Linked DNA regions of Mus musculus: region 1 is linked to region 2. A link is a contact called in public Hi-C data. All regions are on one chromosome and are shown on one strand. Each heading gives the region's core, a stretch centred on a gene start, on an enhancer-like site or on the middle of the called end of the contact. The rest is flanking DNA. Distances are from core to core; before and after follow the strand shown.

Region 1 (3,693 bases), core at 1,056-3,555, 130 kb after region 2:
CACATACACCAAACACATATACATAAAGACATTTGCAATTCTGGAAATGCTTTGAAGCAACAGACTAGCTCTTACTTCTCTTTGGACTATTCAAGCCTACCTCATGCCTGACAGAAAGTACTAGGTAAACACTTGCTACACAATGACTGAGCAGATGAACAAAGGAACCGGAAGAGAGGCAAGGCCTTGGTCTTTGTAAAACACATATGCATCCCCTTACCCCAGCACCAAAACATTCTGCATGACTCACCTGCCCAGCATTCCTAAATTTAGACGCCATTGCCCCCGCGACGGCCTGGTCTACGTTGGCACTGTCAAAGACAATGAATGGGGCGAGGCCACCCAACTCCATGGAGACACGCTTCACAGAATTTGCTGCGTGATGTAGCAGGATCTGCAGGAGGCACAGTAGGAGGAAAATAATGTGAGCATCCAAATCAATGGCCAGGGTGTTATTGTTTGCATAGAAAGTACCTTCCTCTGATGGCCCAAATGTCCAAAGAGTGGTCACCAATTCTAGCTGAGGGGGGTATTCATTAGGGACTGGGGTCTAGCTCAGGAAGGAGGTCATGGGGAAATGTGTTTGGAGGATGTATCTGGTCCTGGACCCCTTTCTCTCTCTCTTTGTTTCCTGGCCACTAGAAGGTGAGCAGCTCTTCACCACCAAGGCCTCCTTCCATGAGACTTCTGCCTCACTACAGGGATAAAAACAAGGGAGCCAAGTGACCATGGACAGGAACGGAACCTCCTATACCAGGAGCCAAACGTCCCCAAGCATCCCTCCTCCTTTAAGTTACTTTTCTCACGTATTTTACAACAACAGAAAACCAGCATAGAAGGCAGCTAAAACCTTTGTTTTACAAAATTACCCAAGGATGAAAATTTAAGGTAGGCACAAAGTCACCTTGCTTTAGATATCATTTTGCATAAGAAAAAGGAAACATGAGAATATATTGTTTTAAATATCTTTGTATTTATTCTTTGAGAAGTTCATACATGTATGCAATGTATTCTGGAGCATACAGATTCTTATTTTGATAGATTTGATTTAAAAAATGGCTAGGAAGGTAGTAGGGAAGTAGAAGTGATTATTTACAGAAAGGGGGAAGGACAGTGACATTGAGGGCTGCGGCAATGGCAAAGACGAACAACGTTAACACTGTCCTGAGTTTTAAACCATACCATCAATTCAACAATGACACGACAGGCCAGGCGTGGTGGTATATTTCTTCAATCCCAGCACTTGAGAGACAAGTGGATCTCTCTGTGAGTTCAAGACCAGCCTGGTCTACATAGCAAGTTCCTGGCCAGCCAGGGCTATGTAGACCTTGTCTCCAATAAAATTAAACAAAACCATACAATAGTAATCTCACACCCTGTAAATAGAAAGCATTAGAGTAACACCTGTTTGGCTCTGACATTACATACCTTTCCCGTTGCTGTTGAGCCAGTAAAGGAAATTTTGGACACCAATGGATCGGTACACAGGACCTCTCCCACTTCCTTGGCCTTGTTTCTAGAGCAGGGAATGACGTTGTAGACACCTGCAGGGATTCCCGCCTGGTTTGCAAGCTTTAAAGAGAAACAGCAAACACACCATAACAAGGATTGAACTGAAAAAAAACAAAACAAACAGAACCAGAAGTAAACATGTTTAACCCGGAATGCAATGTAAAACATAAGTTGCCTTGGGCCACAGTAAAAACCATACTGAAGAGAATCTGACCTGGTGGTGCACGTCTATAACTCTAACTCTTGGGAGGTAAAGGCAGGAGGATCACAAACTCAAGGTCATCTTCGATTACATAGTGAGTTCAGGGCCAGCCTGGGCTATAGGACACCCTATTCCCTCACAATAATATATTATGGGCTGGATAAACAGCTCAGTGCCTATTAGCATGTATGGCTCTCTTTGAGAGAACCCGAGTTTAGTTCCCATCACCCATAGCTTACCACCCTCCAGCTCCAGGGTATCCTATACTCTTTTCTGGTTTGGGTACAGTTCCCCCTCCCATACACATATAAATGTAATTAAAGATTTAAAAATATGTTAACATCAGCACCAATAAAAAACCTTCTTTTAGGTCCATATATGTGCATGTATATGTGTGACTATGTGTGTATATGTCTATTCACACGCACATATGTGCTAAAGATTAAAGCCACAGTCTCTCTCTGCTAAGCACACACTGTGACTGAACTACCCTCCTAGCCTCCTAAATAAATACATGGGTATAACTAAGTAGCAATGTGAGTTCCATCCACCAAGTACAGTGTCTTAGGTAAGAGCTTTAGCGCCACCTCCTGTTCAGTCTGAGGCAAATCTCAAGCTTTTTGACTGACTGTAGACTCCAGCGTGGAGCGGGGAAAGGATGTCTAGAGAAAACTCACGAAGCTGCTCACTAGTTCCTGTGGGTCAGAGCTGAGGAAAGGGAGGCACAGACAGGAGGAACTCAACAGAGGTGAAGATCTGGGGAGGAGGGAAGCAGCCACTGACCCCAGCCACCTGACCTGGGGACCTGGGCCTTGCCAGGACAGGGTCTAGAGCAGGTCTGTCCTGAATTTCCCAGATCTCTATAGCCCTCATTAGCCTCAAAATGGTGGCCATCCTCCTGCCTCAACCTCCCCAGTACTGATATTACTGGAGTAGTTAGTAAGGTTTTTTGTTTGTTTGTTTTTGTTAGCAAGGTTTTTAATCTCACTAATCTCTCACAAAAACAATAAGTATGAAGCGAATGTCCTTGTATGTTAATCAAAGTATTAAAACAAATCAAATCAGCAATGTGGTAGCAAATCCAAATATCAGGACATTATTTATGAGAAGACCGAGGGACCAAGTTTCTCCACAGACAGAAACTGCAAGTGGGTAGAGGCCTGCGGGATAAGACCTATGTGAGGAGGGAGCCCAGAGAACGCCCCCGGACAGACCCAAGGGAAGCCCATGGGTGCTCACGGGACCCCCCGGGACACAGGCAGACCACCTGGAAAAATGCAGATGCAAACCTGTAAGTCAGAATAATTAGAGAGAATACAATAAAAAAAATTGAGAGTTTAAAAAAAAATCAGAAATGACCACCAAGCTACAAGAACATGAGAAAGAAAAAGTAACCCACAAAACCTTTGTGTTGGCTGCTTTCTGTCAGGGTGCTACCACAGGAAGTCAAGAGGGGTGGGTACCAATGGAGGCAGGCCTTCTGCTTGTTTGTTTAGTTTGCGACAGGCTCTTCCTGGGTAGCCAGGCTGACATCAATCTTTCTGCCTCCGCCTCCCAAGCGAAGGCTTCAAGTGTAGTGGCTTAGCCCCTGGTCTTTAGATCACCAAAGGCTTGCTCCCTGTGATGACATTCATTGCTGATGTACAGGACAGCCTAGGAGACATGTGACCGAGCACAGGAGACACTCGTCACCTGTGGGCTGGGGTCCGCAGACCCAGTCAAAAGAGGAAAACAGGAAGCCAGCTGAGAACGCCATTCACTTGATTTTGCCTCCTGACTGCAAACCTAACTCAACAGGTTACCTCAGGCTCCTGAGGACATGACTTCAGGGCCATGATGAACTGCATCCCCTAAAGCTACAAGTCTCCTTCCATGCCCCTGTCAGACATCTGTCACAGCAACAAGAAAAGGAGTTCAGACCCCTCCAAAGGGCATCGTGGAGCCAAGCGTTTCCTCTTTCTTTTGCTTTGGGGCTGTGA
Region 2 (3,445 bases), core at 395-2,894:
TAAATAAAATCTTTACAAACTTATTCACAATAATTTAGTGACCTCTCTCTATCACAATAATCCCCCCTTCTCACTAGGTAACAATGCTGTCTAAATTAAAAGCAGATCTTTGAAAGACTCTGTCTAAATTAAAAGCAGGATTTGAGAGACTCATCCATTTAACCTTCTGCATTGAGTTTATCTCATCTGTTGACCAAACTTAACTTTAGTTCATAGCTAGACAGTATTCTTTCAAACTATTGTTTGAGGCAGTGCCTCACAAGTTCAGGCTGGCCTTGAGTTCCTTCTGCGGCCCATGTTGGCTTTCACCTCTGCATCCTCCTGCTCCTGCCTCCCAGGTGTCAGGAATTCAGACACGCATCACCACAACCAGCTTGTCCCTTAGAAGTTCAATAACAAAGATGACTGGATTTTAGTCTGTCTCCCTAAACATGGACTGTATTAAAGCAAACAGAATGAGCAGATTGGATGGGGTAGACAGTAGGCTTCTCGTCTACCTCCACACAGAATAAGGCTCCTGTAGTAATTTTTTTTTCTTTGCTTGAGAAGATAACACTTCTCAAGTATCAATTCAAATATTTAATGTGAAGTGTCTCATTTTTCTCCTTATTCATAAAGCAAACAAATTCTTAGTAAAACCCTCATGCCAGGTGTTGGGACTATGAGTTTTGAAGATGGTTCTGCTGGCCTCCATGGGCACACTAAGGACCACGCCCATGGTTCTGCTGGCCTCCATGGGCACACTAAGGACCACACCCTGAGGAAATGGAAGGTTTACTTTGACTCCTGTTACCCCGGCTGTGATGGCCAACTTTAACTGTCTACTTTACACAACTCAGAATCGCTTGGGAAGAGGGTTCCCAGGAGGAATTGTGAAGATCAGGATGGCCTGTGGGCATGTCTGTGAGTGATTGTCTCGATTGCTTGCTTTTAACTGCTGTAAGACTGGACCCAAAAGTGGGTGTCACATCCCTGCTTTTGGGTGCCGGGTTGTATAAGAACAAATAAATGAACAGGAAGCATGCATTTATTTCCCTCTGCTCTTGACTGTGGATGTCATGGGACTAGCTGCCTCAAGTTTCCGCCTTCACATCTCTGCTACAATTGGGGTGTAACCTGAAATTGGGAGCTAAATAAACTCTTCTTCCCCTAAGTCGATTTTTTTTGGGGGGGGGTCTGGGTTTTTAACACAGCAACAGAAATGCAATGGAGACAGTGGTGGTTCTACTTTTTGACTAAACTAGAGAGCCAACCTCGAGACTTAGAAAGAAAGGCCTCATGGGAAGAGGAGAAGTGAGGGGTCGCCAGAAGATGTGAGAAATGAAAGAAAATAGGAAGAGGATGTGGGAGTTACTTCTCTCACTGCTGTGGCAAAACACCTGACGAAGGGGACTTAGGGAGGTGGGGAGGGCAGAGGAGAGCACGTGGGGAGGGCAGAGGAGAGCACAGTCTGCATGTGGCGACAGCCTGTGAGGAAAGCGGGTGCATTTCATCCACAGACGACAGATGAATGCTGCTTCCGAGCTCACTTGTTCCTTTGTCCTGTTTCATTCAGTCTAGGACTCCCGCCAAGGAAGGTGTCACCCAGGGTAAGTGGTGTCCTCTCAGCCAACCGCTCAGCGAGCACCTTCCCCCACCCACCCTAGGATGAGTCACTGAGGTGAATCTAAATCCGGTGAAGTCGACCATGAAAATGAACTGTCACAAGGCACAGCAGAGAATTCAGGAGGAGGAGGAGCCTACACAGGCCTAGGATCAAGAAAACTCTTCTAGATGCAGTGAGCCATCAACAAATCATTGATGTGTGATGGAGCTGGGCAGGCAAGGGGCAGGAAAGGGTAAACAGATTGCAAGAGGCAGAGGAGGAGGCAAGATAGCATCTTAATGCCCGGTATCCCCAGTGCCCCACACAACAAGCATGAAATAGACCGATTTAGATATTACACAGAATAAGGCTAGTTTGTGCCTTAGTCTGATAGGTGGTATCACCCAATGCAAGCTTGAACAAATCCCTCTACATTTGGAGTCTTGCTGTCCTTGCTGCAAAGATGGATAATTTAGGGAGATTTGACAGAAGACCCAGGACCTACTTGTGAAGATCATTGACAGGAAGGGCTGTAAAACAATCAAACCAGGACAGCAGGACAGCAGGACAGCAGGACAGCAGGACAGCACTGGCATCTTGAAAGGAAGCATGTTTTGTTTTGTTTTCTGAGACAGGGTCTCACTATGTAGTTCTGGCTGTCCTGGATCTTACTGTGTATACCAGGCTAGCCTTGAACTCTCAGAGATCTGCCTGCCTCTGCCTACAGAGTGCTAGAATCAAAGGTGTGTGCCACTATGCTGAGCTGAAAGCAAGCATCTTAGGATCTAAGTGTTGGTTAATGATAAAAAATTAAGCAATATGGCATGACCTGTTGGTGCAGGCTTTTAATTCATCGACCTGGGAGGCTCAGGCAGGAGGACTGAAAGTTCACTGCACACCTGGGCTAAAGCATGAGTTCAAGGCCAACCTGGGCAACTTAGTGAGACTGTCTACAAAACTAAAATGAGAGCCAGGGATATAACTTAGTGGGAAAATGTTCACCTAGCATGCACAAAGCCCTGCTTCCAATCCCCTGCAAAAATAAAAGAAGTACATATAAATATATCTATTCCTTTATCAATAAGAACCTGCTGTCAGATCGACTAAGGGAGATTTAGTGGTCTGATAGGTCTCACGCAGTAGGTCAGGAAAGGAGTAGCATGCGCTTCTGTGGAGTCAGAAAACTAACTCTGTGGGTTCAGTCCCAGCACTGAAAAATAAAGTCTGGCAAACCAAGAGGGAAAAGGTGTGAGTGTTTAAATGGTGCTAGAAAAGAGCCCGTAGATGGGAAAGGTTGAGGGACCAGGGAAAGACAGCCTACGAGGAAAGCATGGGCTGCACATGGGAAGCCAGAAGAAGGTTTCCCGGGCATGCAGAAGATGTGTTCCTAGGCGTGTATCATCTACACTACACAGGGTGGATTATTTTTAGCAGGAATACGCACACACACCATATGACAAAATTATTTTCAGAAATAAGTGTGAAATGAAGTATGGAATAAAATCCTAGGCAAGTAAATGCAGAAAGAAAAAAATGTTCTGTTCTTGGGAGTTCCCTAATCCTCACCAGGTGATGTCCTGCTATGCCACACACACACACACACACACACACACACACACACACACACACACACACACACACGGAGGTTGCCAGGAAGAAAGAAACAAACAAACAAAACCAAGCTGCATCCCCCTGACCTTGGGCTCAAAGGTCAAGTATATCAGGAAAGCTAGGGTCTGTCTAGAAAGGAAAAGTATTCTTTTACTTCAAGACAGAATCCTGGGGCTGGTGAGATGGCTCAGCAGTTAAGAGATCTGACTGCTCTTCCAAAGGTCCTGAGTTCAAATCCCAGCAACCACG

Evidence for each region. A called contact is a pair of places that touch in the nucleus more often than the background predicts.
Region 1: a contact with region 2 is called in a Hi-C map of CD8 T cells, with 2.6 times the contacts expected there. The contact joins two enhancer-like sites. A contact is called at or near these places in 9 of 484 Hi-C or Micro-C datasets (CD4 T cells, CD8 T cells, the HL-1 cell line and 3 more), 2 of 115 datasets of contacts at active chromatin or transcription factors (hepatocytes and neural tube) and 1 of 9 other capture datasets (pancreatic islet).

What each region holds. Positions count from the first base shown.
Region 1 is chr13:24,918,251-24,921,943 of GRCm38.p6, forward strand. Aldh5a1 (aldhehyde dehydrogenase family 5, subfamily A1) reads right to left here. Exons shown (of 10, transcript NM_172532.3): 5 at 1,429-1,572; 6 at 251-394. Among named protein-coding and RNA genes, the nearest start is that of 4932702P03Rik, 14 kb to the left of the region's middle. Within about 2 kb of position 2,306, at least 27 of the 459 cell types and tissues checked have an H3K27ac peak or open chromatin away from gene starts, as enhancers often do. A contact at or near this core is called in CD8 T cells, where this site is marked.
Region 2 is chr13:24,784,682-24,788,126 of GRCm38.p6, forward strand. No RefSeq gene overlaps it. Among named protein-coding and RNA genes, the nearest start is that of BC005537, 15 kb to the right of the region's middle. Within about 2 kb of position 1,645, at least 121 of the 459 cell types and tissues checked have an H3K27ac peak or open chromatin away from gene starts, as enhancers often do. A contact at or near this core is called in CD8 T cells, where this site is marked.